2 separate regions of the Sus scrofa genome follow, and region 1 is linked to region 2. A link is a contact called in public Hi-C data. All regions are on one chromosome and are shown on one strand. The core of a region is the stretch at or near the end of the contact, and the rest is flanking DNA. Distances in the headings are between cores, read along the strand shown.

Region 1 (3,269 bases), core at 749-3,248, 600 kb before region 2:
AGGTATGTCATGTCTTAATTAATATCTTGAATCAAAGACAACATAAACCCTAGCTTCTCAGAAGCTAGGAAGTTCTATATGAACTAAAACACATTTTCTTTATCTGGATTCTTGTCTCAAAGATCCGATGGATATCCTTGCCTGGCTAGCCTGGAATCTTACACAGCATGAATTCTGCTATGTTGGAATTACCTTAGCACAATCACCCTATCTCTGGCTTTATTCTGTATCACCAGTGGATGGCTTTTTTTTTTTTTTTTTTTAAACTCACAAGACAGATACCATTTTAAAGTGGTAGTCTTATGATTTGATTGAAATTGAGATTTAGTATTCTGTAAATGAATGCTTAAAAATATTTGTAACATTATATCCAAAAGAATTTATAGTAACCTTTTCAGAATATTTATTATATACAACTGTATTGGACTCAAGACCAAAGGGACAGTACTTGTGTCCCCCGTGCCCCCCAAGTACTTTGTAGGAATATGCAGGAGTGACTTTGGATATACATTCTCAAAAAGAGTTGCCCTGCCAATAGCTAGAAATGCTCCTTTGAAGGCTGGTGGCATCTGGGGTGGGGGTGGGGGGGGTCTGAAAAAAATTACTTTTGTTAACAGCAAAAAGAAGCCGTAGAGCCATATTTTTTTTTAAGTCACACTTGGGGAACAAAAAGTCTTCCCTGGGCTGATAAAAGTGAAAAAAATAATTGCGTCTTTTGTTTTATACATGTTTATGCATATTTCACAACATTTCATTCAGGCTCCTCATTTACTCCTTCAAATTTCTAAATTTCACCAAACTTTAAAGCGGCAAAAAGAAAAAAAAAATCTCGCTTTTTCAAATTGGACAAAGCTTTTTCCATTTGAGTGATCTCTGGGAGAGCAGGTAATTTGTGTTAAACAACTGATTGACTTGCTAGCCCCCTGGGCGTTTTCCTAAGAGAAACCTTGGCCGAGAGCACAGCTCCCTTCGCAGCCACTTTCGCCTAAAGTGGATCTAACTACACATTCCGGCAGTGACTCTGACAAGGAAGGGGGGAAAAACGTCCCGCGTTACACTCTCCTGGTGGTGGGGGGGAGGTGGACCCTCGCTGGCGGGTTTCTGTTTCCTTGCAAACAGGGGTTTGTCCTTCTGTTGAACTTTCACCTCCCGAACTCGCCTTCTTTCATTGGACAAAGTGCAGAAAGAAAGAGGAGAGACCGAGGGAGGACGGGAGAGAAGGAGAAAGGGGGTTGAAACACCACTCCGCCTCCCCCTCCTTCAACTGTCACTGATGGCAAAACACTTTCACTTTTAACTGGAGGAACCTCTTATCCCTGCCTATCCTCTCTTCTTCCTTCTGTATTTTTAGCTCAGAAACCAAGCAAATAGCCTTAGCATTCCCATCTTCGGCCCTAGTTGTTAACACTCTCTCTCTCGGCTTTTTCTCATGCCTGAATGGGCCCCCCTTTCCCCATCTTCTGAGGAATCCCCCCTCCCCCATGCCCCTTATTTTCCAGGTCTGTCTTGCCAGATCCCTCTTTTGCCAAGGACTGCTCTGGCGTGGCCTTCCCCTCTCTGGTCTGCGGGGCTCTGCCTCCTTCTTTTCCCCATCCAGTCTGGACACCCCGCACTCCCACCTCCCGGCTCCCCTGCACCTAGCCCCCAGCCCCCGCACACCCTCCCCCCTTGCTTTGGCAACTGCGATTTTTTTTTTTTTTTTTTTTGCTAGCCTTGTTGTTTACCCAGCAGGTGGATGTGACGTCAGGGACGCACAACAGCAAAAAATAACAACATCTCCCTCCGCGACGTGTTGGCCTCTCGCGCGCCTTATTTATTTATTTGTTCCGGGAGGCCAGGGGAGGTGGGTGGGGGCTAGCGCCCCAGTGGATCCGAGAAGTGGGGAATGTTAGGCAGCGCCCTGGGGCGGTTTGGGGGTGCCTGAGACGGAGAGGGGGCCTGGGCCGGAGGCCCGGGGTGGGTTAGGGAGCGCCCCCGGCCCGACGCTGCCCGCGCCTCTGCCGCCGCCGCCGCCGCTGGCTGGGCTCCGGGAAGCTAGTCCGGAGCGGAGGAATCTATTGTTATTTATTGTGTGGCGGCTGAATGCTGTACTCGCGGCGGCCCGGCCCTCGCCCGGGAGTGCGTGTGTGCGCGCGTGTGTATGTGTGTGTGTGTGCGTGTGCGCGAGTGTGTGTGCGGGGTGCGCGCGCGGGCGGGAGTGGGCGCGCGCGGGGAAAGGCCCGAAAACACCTTAGTTTGCACCGAGAGACCATTTGCAGCGGGTGAGTTTGTATTTTTCCATTTCTGCTCCACTTTTTCCCAAGCCGCCTCCCGCCTTGTTTCCGACTACTTTAAACAACAACAAAAACCAGCACAAAAAAAAAAAAAAAAGAAAAAAAGAAAGAAAAAGAAAAAAGAAAAGAAAAAAAAAGAAAAAGAAAAAAGGAAAAAAATACTTTTCATCTCCAGGCTCCACGTGCATCTCCCCTAGCCCTCCCCAGAGGCAGCCTCTCTCTCCCCCGCGTTGGGCCGGAGCTCAGGGGTGGGTGGGGGCTGCGCGCCGGCGCGGGCGTGGAGAGGACTCCGGTGGCGCCCGTACTCTTGGGTGCATTTCCATAAGTCAAAAGGGGTTGCGGGGGAGGGGGGACGGTGGCGGCGGCAGCGGCAGGGAGGAGGCGATCTCGCTTTCCCTTCGGCCCCTTCACGCCTCGTTCTGCGCTTTCCACAGTCGCCGCGGGGAGAGAAATCGATAAGCCCAGGCCGCCCGGCGCAACTTTCGGTGTCTAGCGTCGGGGTGCCTTCCGAGGAGCATGGCGAGCGCTGGGCCCGGGGTCGGGTCAGTTGCGGGAGGGGAGGCGCGCCGAGCGCCTTTGGAGCCCAAAGTTTGGACTTGGAGCAAACTTTTTCCCTTCGCTCTTCGCTAGTGTTTGCCCCCCTTGGTGCCCCCGGGGCTTCGCCGCAGAATGACTAGGGACATCTGCGCCCTAGGCCCCGCGGCTGGGGACATCCGTGGTACCACGCACGCGGTGCCCCGAACTTGGCGGCGGGGGCACTCCTCCGACGCCCGCTGGGAGCTGGGAAAACTCAGACACAAACCCGCGCACCCCCAGTTAGACACGTACCCCCACGCGCGCTTGGCCGGGCCAACCCAGCCTCCCCGCGAGGGGTCGGAGACCACGGTGGCCAACTTCGCGGGTGGGAGCTGGGAGTAGGGTGCGCTGAGGGGAGTCGCCGAGCCTGGATGCACTCCGCCGCACGCACTTTCTGGGTCTACTCCCCTCTCAAGCCTG
Region 2 (3,039 bases), core at 180-2,679:
CATGGGGCACTCGGTGAGTGATGGGGCCCAAGTGTTGGCAGGGAGTGCCATCTACATAAGCCTCCACGGGCCACAAAAGGACCCTTGGGAATCTCCATGAGGACCCGTGTTAACAGCCAATAAACAAGGAAAAGCAATCCCGGGGGAAATGCACAGGGCAGGAAGGTTTGTCTTGATTAGTATTTTAAAAAAATGTTTTACATGCTAGAAAATTATAACTTTGAAGGGGACCTCCTACTAAATTTATTTTTAACTGCTCTATTGAAAATTCTCTACCACTAGTCAACATTATCTCTTAGTAGCTCAGCACAGTATTTCTTTATTAAAAGAAATAGGCACGAATATTTTTGACTGAAAAATTAATAGCTTTTGAATTCATACACAGCAGGTTTTCTTTTGCAAAGAAGTCCAATATCGCTGCACAGCACTTCTATAACCATTTATTTGGAGTCCAAGTCAAACCTTTGACAGCTAGAGCAGTGCTACAAGCCAATATAAAGAACTCCAAGATGTAAACCAACAATAGGCCGTCTGTGTGAGGTTTGCCATTGTCAAATACATAGATTGTTTGGATTAGTTTATGTAAATGTACTGTTGTATTACCCTTTGGGAAAAAAAAAAAAAAGATCACATTTGTGTATGAAAAGTGGTTCCCTTCACAGGCAGCATTATAAATTCCTTATCCTTTAACTTACATGTAAGAAGTAAAAATTGGTGCCTGACAAGCAGATATTGTGTGACACTCTGTTGCCAGAGAGAACCTGCCTTCTTTTCATTTATTGGAAAATAGAAAATTTTATTATAGATACCATCTTATAAATCAGGAATTATTAAAATATGTATAGGTGAGGCTTTGGGAAATTAATTATAAAAGGTAGACGTGTAGTGTTTTTGAACACTTTTTTTTTATCTCCTTGCCCTAAAAGGGGGGGGGGATTGATTAGGGGAGCACACACATAGAGCAAACCCTTAATTCTTTCAAATTTAGGGATACAGAGTTATCTGATGATAGTTTTAAGGTGCAAAAGACTCCCTTTTGCCAGTAATTAATTGATTCCACCTGAAATAAGAGAAAGCAGGGTGTGTGTTCAAATGCGTATTCTTCTAGACTCGTTGATTGGAAAGCAGCTGTCCCTGAGATTCAGTTCTAACCCTCAACGGGGACTTTCATGCAAGAGTCTTGCCAGGAAGTTTGTGAGTTTTTTTTTTTTTTTTTCTCTTTTTCCATTTCTGTTTAAAAGGAACTCAGTGTTTATTTTAAAATCCTTAGTCACTAAGTGATAGAATGCTTTGCTGTAAACGTTGCTGTTCACTAAATGCCATTTGGGTGGTAAGTGTCATTTGTTGCGGCCAGTCATCCAACCAGTTCCCAGTTCACTGCATCAAAGAAACTGCCAGAACCTTCTTGGATTGTTCTTATTACATCAGCCCCTAGACGCGTTCGCTGGATCCTGTTGTGGAACTCACTGGTCACATTTGGATAGTTAGAGGGTATAGTCATCTTGGGAGATTCCCAAGTTTTTAGATGTGGATCTGAGCTGACTTCCACTGGGAAGCGTGTAGGTGAACTGAATGGGGTTCCAGGTGGTCCTCCTGTTCTGCAGACACCTCCAACTGTATCTCTTCCTGTTGGCTTGCAAATCTCTTAAACCAGAAAACCTTCTCCTTTCATAATTACACCAAGGACTCAAACTGTACTACTGCACGTTGTTTGTGTAAAGGTCATTCCTGGATTTAAAATCATACTGTTGCATCAGTGAATATTTACTGAATGTGCTATGGAAAAACATAGGATAGTGAAACAGGAGAGACACCCCCCCCACCCCGCCATCCAGGTGTTTGTGGAGACTCCCAGGACACACCAAGAAAGACACACTCCCAGGCTCTCCGTGCATCAACCGTGCTATGGATGAGTAGACCACTGCCCTAGATGGGTGGGGGGTTGAGGGAGACTTCTAGAACAAGGGACATCTAAGATGAAACCTAAAAGATGAATAGGAAGAAATGGAAAGCAGTCAGCCTTATGACTCTTGCCCCAGGGGAGGAGCAGGTATGCATGTCTGTGTGTCTCCGAGGAAGGGAGGTGGGCCAGAAAGGTGTGTGATGGAGATCAGTGTGGAGGAAGGGAAGGAATGGACAGCATCAGCTAAAATAAGCTTTTCATTTGTGATTCTGATATTTATAAGCTTTTAATTTTATTAAGGCTAGGCAAAAGTTTACCAGAGCAGCTGAATATTCTAGCCATGGGGGACGTACCGTGGGCAAAGCCATTCTTGCCATATGTTCAGAACGGCCCAGTGGGTTGTATTTGGCGTTTTTAGGGATTCTTCTTTTTTTCCCTATTCAGAGAAGCACAAGCAAAAAATCAGGTGATTGTAGACTGTCCCAATGAGAACGATATTCTTTTGTTCTAAACTCAGTACCAGTAATTTTCTCGAGGTCAGTCCCAAATGGATTGCTTGAGGTCAGTGTCTAGAATCTCCTGAGATATTTGCTTGGAGGGGGGCCTCCCTCAGGAGATAAAACAATAACAACAACAACAGGCATGTCTGTATTAATACTTTATTCGGTTGTTAAGGATTTTTCAAAGAGACTTTTCACTGTCACAACATCAGGAAAACCCTGCAAATCGTATTTTATAATCCTGAATACACCAGAGGTATGTATGCCTGGTTTTAGGGTATTCCTAGCCCAGCAAAGAGCAAGTCCCAATTCTGAGAAAGCACATTCCTTCAGATTTGGTGGGCAAGTCATTATAGTGGAGGTAGTATATCCTTTATGGACATGTTAGACACCACAGGAACTGGGCTGCTTGAAGAGAAAAGCAGTGTTAGGTTTTTCCCTTTTATGCATTCTCTTTTCCTCCAACTGTAGCAATTAGGACTGTTTGGAAATAGTTTTAGCTACTATGAAAACAAAGTGTCCATCCACCCCCCGCCCCCACCATGCCCTCTCTCTAAAAGGGAGTCTTTCAACTCTTAACAAGCTGGCTGGTCCTTTAGGCTTCTTGGTACAGCCTGTCTGGTCAGGTGAAGAGAT

Evidence for each region. Hi-C and Micro-C count contacts between places; a contact is called where the count stands out from the background.
Region 1: a contact with region 2 is called in a Hi-C map of embryonic fibroblasts, with 2.9 times the contacts expected there. The contact joins the promoter of FOXP1 here to the enhancer-like site in region 2. A contact is called at or near these places in 2 of 5 promoter capture datasets (fetal skeletal muscle and liver), 4 of 47 Hi-C or Micro-C datasets (adipocytes, embryonic fibroblasts and fibroblasts) and 1 of 2 datasets of contacts at active chromatin or transcription factors (alveolar macrophages).

The regions. Positions count from the first base shown.
Region 1 is chr13:52,973,086-52,976,354 of Sscrofa11.1, reverse strand. FOXP1 (forkhead box protein P1) reads left to right here and starts at 1,998. Exons shown (of 21, transcript XM_021070841.1): 1 at 1,998-2,261.
Region 2 is chr13:52,373,696-52,376,734 of Sscrofa11.1, reverse strand. All of the region lies in intron 14 of FOXP1 (forkhead box protein P1), which reads left to right. Among named protein-coding and RNA genes, the nearest start is that of FOXP1, 600 kb to the left of the region's middle. Within about 2 kb of position 1,429, at least 16 of the 83 cell types and tissues checked have an H3K27ac peak or open chromatin away from gene starts, as enhancers often do. A contact at or near this core is called in embryonic fibroblasts, where this site is marked.